Linked DNA regions of Oryctolagus cuniculus: region 1 is linked to region 2. Evidence: chromatin contacts called from public Micro-C data. All regions are on one chromosome and are shown on one strand. Each heading gives the region's core, a stretch centred on a gene start, on an enhancer-like site or on the middle of the called end of the contact. The rest is flanking DNA. Distances are from core to core; before and after follow the strand shown.

What was found. A called contact is a pair of places that touch in the nucleus more often than the background predicts.
Region 1: a Micro-C map of ear pinna shows a contact between it and region 2, with 7 times the contacts expected there. The contact joins the enhancer-like site here to the promoter of FGF1 in region 2. A contact is called at or near these places in 2 of 6 Hi-C or Micro-C datasets (ear pinna and an unstated tissue).

Annotation. Positions count from the first base shown.
Region 1 is chr6:30,144,786-30,147,485 of mOryCun1.1, reverse strand. The region is part of intron 3 of LOC138850171 (a long non-coding RNA gene); the gene reads right to left. It also overlaps a transcript of FGF1 not described here. Among named protein-coding and RNA genes, the nearest start is that of FGF1, 39 kb to the right of the region's middle. Within about 2 kb of position 1,360, at least 1 of the 8 cell types and tissues checked has an H3K27ac peak or open chromatin away from gene starts, as enhancers often do.
Region 2 is chr6:30,106,037-30,108,736 of mOryCun1.1, reverse strand. It overlaps FGF1 (fibroblast growth factor 1), which reads left to right and starts at 1,299. Exons shown (of 3, transcript NM_001171488.1): 1 at 1,299-1,467. The coding sequence starts at 1,299. All of the region lies in intron 3 of LOC138850171 (a long non-coding RNA gene), which reads right to left.

The DNA.
Region 1 (2,700 bases), core at 111-2,610, 39 kb before region 2:
CTGTCTCTCTCTCTCTCACTGTCCACTCTGCCTGTCAAAAAAAAAAAAAAAAAAAAGGTGGCCGGAGAAATGGAATTAAAAGAGAAGTTTAGGGGCGGCGTTGTGGTGTAGTGGGTAAAGCCACCGCCTGGGGCACTAGCACGTCACCCATATGGGCGCTGTGTTGAGTCCTGGCTGCTTCTCTTTCCATCCAGCTCCTTTTTTTTTTTTTTTTTTTTTGAAAGCTTTTATTTAATAAATATAAATTTCATAGGCACAGCTTTAGGAAAATAGCAGCTCTCCCCCCCATACCCGCCCTCCCACCCCCACTCCCATCCCACCTCCTACTCCCTCTCCCATCCCATTCTTCATCAAGATTCATTTTTAATTATCTTTATATACAGAAGACCAACTCTATAGTAAGTAAAGATTTCAACAGTTTGCACCCACACAGACACACAAAGTATGAAGTACTGTTTGAAGACTAGTTTTACTGTTAATTCTCATAGTACAACACATTAAGGACAGAGGTCCTACATGGGGAGCAAGCGCACAGTGACTCCTGTGTTGATTTAATAAGTGACACTCTTATGACGTCAGTAATCACCCGAGGCTCTTGTCATGAGCTGCCAAGGCTAAGGAAGCCTTTTGAGTCCACAGACTCCGTCAATATTTAGATACCCATCCAGCTCCTTTCTAATGCACCTGGAAAAGCAGAGGAAGACAGCCCAAGTGCTTGGGCCCCTGCACCCTGTATGAAAATTCTGACTTCTGCTTTCCACCTAGCCCAGTGCTGGCCATTGTGGCCACCCAGGGAATGAATCAGAGGAAGATCCCCCTCTCTCTGTAACTCTGACTTTCAAATAGATAAATCTTTGCACCCCCCCAAAATATTGCCATTAAAAAATAAGTTTATATTAATGCAAAAAAGTTCTGCAATCTATGCATAATTTTTTCATCACACACATATTCCATGAACTTTTTGAAGTCCCCTTGTACTTTAAGAGAGGTGGCTGAGGACAGGCCCTGGGGCCACTTCAAAGGGTGACTGAAGGAAAAGGAGCCAGGGCAGGACGCTAAGCAGATGAGAAAGGAGACCTCCCCCCACCCCACCCCACCCCAGGGCCAGGGCACGTGCTGACACCAGAGTGAGGGCTGTGTAGCCTGCGGTTGAGCTGCTCTGCTCGCTGGGGCTTGGGATCCACTGAGAGTAGAGAGACCCGGTCTCAGGCTGCACCCAGCCCGGATGAGCAGTGCTGCAGGCAGGTCTTCTGGTGGTTACACGGCAGCTGGACAGCGGAACTGGACGCAAGAGCCCCCTCCCAGTAAAAGCCAAATCAGTTAAGAACAGAATGCACGCCTGACCAAGGGCAGCTACAGGCCACGGCACCCCGGGTGTGGGAGGAGCCTGCAGCACTTCCACGGCTGGGCTGGGCTGGAGGCGGGGCCGTGCAGAGCCGCTGAGCGAGGCTGGAGCAAGAGCGCCCCCGGCGGCGAGGAGGCGCCCTGCGCAGAAACTTGGGACTAGAAGCAGAGGTCCAGCCAACAGCCGCTGCGCTCTCTCCAGCAACATTTCCACGAGTTATCTCCTTTCCCTTTTAACTAGACAAAGCCCTGCAGTGACCAGATCCAGTGCGAATTGGCCCTCCCCCACCCCAGCCACTCCCCCAGAGACCATCCCATTTTTTCCCCCAGGTTTCCATCGGTGTCTCCACCCAGGACTGCAGCAATCAGTGCTGGGATACACCCCGCCTTCCAGGCACACCTGCACACCGCCGGCTCGCTCTCTCTTCCACGGCCGCTGGGAGTCTGCTTGGCTGCTCTTCCTTCATACTCTGAGAACCAGAATGCAGGGAAGACAACCCTTTTCCCAGCAAGCTTTGTCCACAGAACACAAGGCTGTCAAGCGCCCCGGCCCGAGGAATCCACAGTTTTCTTTCTCAACAAGATGCTGTAGGGCGTCAGTATCTGAGCACAAGGAACCCTTATTAACCGAATAAAGCTGGATCAACCACACTCAAAGAGATAAAAGAACAGTTTACCCTCCCCAGCTTCACCATCTAGCTCCTCCACTTTTATTTGTATGATATAATATGTATAAGTCAATATTTGAAGAGTTTAGCAATCCCAGGGCACAACAAGACCTGTTACAAGGATCACGGGGTGGGAAGTTTGTTCACAGATTTTTGGGAGACCAAAGGCTGAAGTCCATTAAAAAAAACTTTTTAAAAATATGATTATACCAGGAGGCTTCAGAAAATTCATGGAAAATGAGCATTCTCTTTTAATTCCACTTTTCCTTGAACTTTCAAAGCCCTCTTTAATCTGCGAGGTCATCAGCTTGATTATATTTTTAGAAGCTCGTTCTTGGGTACAGAGCAGGGAAAATTCTCTCTCATCCTGCAGAGAGCACAAAAACCTGCATGGGAAAAACAGATGATTCTACAGCTCTGCTGAGTGCGCCATCACCGCAGGCACACTTGGCTCAGTGCGCCCTCTCCTGGCTCCAGGTTCCATTGCACGCGCCCGAGGCCAGCCCAGCCCGCAGACAAGTCTCCAATTCCCACATCAACAGATCTTTTGAGTTTCTTCTTCTGTAACCACTGAAACCCCAGGATGTTCTCTCTCAATATTTGTGCTATATTTTCAGGACACATGGGGTTCTGCCACTTCGTGTAGAATGACTGTGCTGGTTTTCTTTCTTTTCTCTCTCTCCCTTCC
Region 2 (2,700 bases), core at 50-2,549:
GGCATGTGAAGGCACTTAACTCTTCCACGTGATGAACGGCAAGTGGGGGCCTTGTGTTCACAGAGCCCCGCTGAGGCTCAGTTCCGCCACCTTCCAGCTGCTGACCTGGAACAAGCCACTCGGCATGCCTGAGCTGTGTTTTCCTTTCCTGAGAAATGAGCATTAGTGCCCGCCTCATAGTGTTACGGGGAAGTGAGCGTGAGTTGACTTGGTGCCCAGAATACGTTGCCTGATGACACGGCTGCAGTCACAAGACCGCTAGGGAATTACGCACAATCAGCACCTGCATTTCCAAGGTGACGCTGCCACGTCGCTCTCCCGGTCTCTCTTTGGTCTCTCTGTTTGACATTCTTTGTAACCACTAGCGGGCAAGGATATGCTTTCAAATTCTGTCACTCATTAGCTTTGTTTTTTAATCCGCAGGGATGTAACTGATACATTTTATATAAATACTGTAAATTTGTATATAGTGGGTGCATACAAGGTTAGAGGCTTATAATAGGGAATTCGGTGGTTTCTATGTTTGAAGTATGTCTACTACGGGTAAGTAATTGCGATGACGAAGGCCCGTGTGCAGGGACAGACCTGCAGGAGGACGTGGGAAAGCTGAGGAGCACGCAGCCACCAGGCTCAGCCTGCAGGCCCTCAGAGCATTCCCTTGGCACAGCGTCCGTCCTTTAAAAGTCCCACTGAATCCACCCTCACGCCCTCTTCCTTCCAGCAAACCCAGAGAGTTTCCTTTGCGTACAAACATTTTGCCGGCCCTCTCGTGTCCCTGTGGGGCCTCCTCTGCCTTTGCTCACAGGCCCCCAGGTGGCCAGGCCGCCCGCGCTGCCCGCTGCACCCGGGCCGTGCACACCCAGCCCCGGCAGTGTGAGGGTGGATGGCAGAGCCTCGGTCCGGCCCCTCCGCTCTTGTGGGTTTCAGCCAGACCTGGGGTGTTATTTTAGTGCAACTGCAGTGTTTAATTTGAGGATGTGTGTGGACCAGAAGGAGGGACCAAAACATGATTTTTCCCCCCCTTTCAGCCAAATGATTAAATTTGAAGTTCTAAAAAACGCACAGCTGGGTCCAAAGCGGCATCCAATTGGGAAGAGAGAAGCGCCCCTGAAAACCCCTCCCTCGCCAGGGCCCATCATAGCCCCGCCGCCGGCTGCCACCTCCCTGGCAACACCTGGGCAGTCTGCTCACCCCCAGCCCAGCAGCCGCTGCCCGCCCTGCCCGCGCACCGCGTGCCTGTGCTGGAGGATCAGCGCACAGATCTTCTCCTTTCTTACAGTGCCGAGCACCCCGCCGCCATGGCTGAGGGGGAGGTCACCACCTTCACAGCCCTGACCGAGAAGTTCAACCTGCCTGCAGGGAACTACAAGTTGCCCAAACTCCTCTACTGCAGCAACGGGGGCCACTTCCTGAGGATCCTGCCGGACGGCACTGTGGACGGCACAAGGGACAGGAGCGACCAGCACAGTAAGTGCCCGGCTCGGTTGCACCTGCTCCCCTGGCTGGGGTCTTCCTTGGTCAGGGACCGGAGGACCTCTAGGTCCTGTTCGGGCAGGACACACACAGAGGTGGCGGTGACATAAATGTGTCGAGGCTGGGTTTGCGAAGCTACCGCTCACCTAAGGGCATCCAATTTCAAATTTGGAAAAGGACTCTGCTGACCTAACGCAGCTGGCTGCCTGCGCCCAGCCGCTGTGCGTTTCCCCAGGTTGCTGTAGCTGCCCCCTCCAGCTGCTTCCTGACAGGCAGGGGGCAGTAAAATCCCACACCAAGCCACGGGCTTGATGTCCAGTTCACTAACCCTCCAGGCTGGGATTGCACCCAGCGTACATGTAGCCTTGCACGTCGTAAGCCAGGCAGCCCTTTCTCTGCCTCCATGCAGCAGATGTAGCTGTGGTCCCCGGGAGGGGGGAGGGGTAGGTCATTCTCCAGACCTCGTGGAAACAGGACAGCAGCAGCAACAGGAGCTGGAGGCAGAGCGCCTCGCCCAGGCTGCACTGGCGGCCAGCTCCCAGGCGATACCAGTGAGGGAAGGTCAGGCTTGGGAGGGAAGTATCCTCTTGACATTGAATGACACAGCTCTCTTCCTTGCACCTGGGGACTTCCGGGGTGGGTGCGGATGCCGAAAATCAGGTGTCTGGTCCCTGGGTACCACGGGGGCACTGGATGTTGTAGAGAAGCCAAAAGCCAGAGCTGCTGGCTGCCTAGAGACTCAGCACCTCAAGAGTCAACCGCGCTGCAAATCAGGAGAAGGAAAGTGTGGGTGGGCTCCGGCAGAGCAGAGGCAGCAGGCAGCTCCCGCGGGACTGGCTTCACGTGGAACGCTAAGTGCTGCCTTAGGCGGAAGGTGTATAGACCAGAGGCTCTTAATTATACATGCACCGTGCACCAACGGCTGCAGGCTTTCAACACAAAAGACCACTCCAGCGCTGCCCACTGTACCCCTACAAGCACAGGCAACAGTGATGGACACCAGGGAGCACCAGCCCCTCCTTGGCACCGCGGTGAGGTGCAGGAGAGGCTGTGGCCGGGCTGGCAGCTACAGGGGTCTGGGTTTGGGGCTTTGTCTGAATGTCCCATCTTCCAACGGGCCTGCTGAATGCCTGAGACTCAGCAAAACACAGGTTCTGGAAAGAGGTTCCTGCTAAACACACACAAAAGGGAGGTTTGCATTGCGGTGCGCCGTGTTAGGTGGGGTGC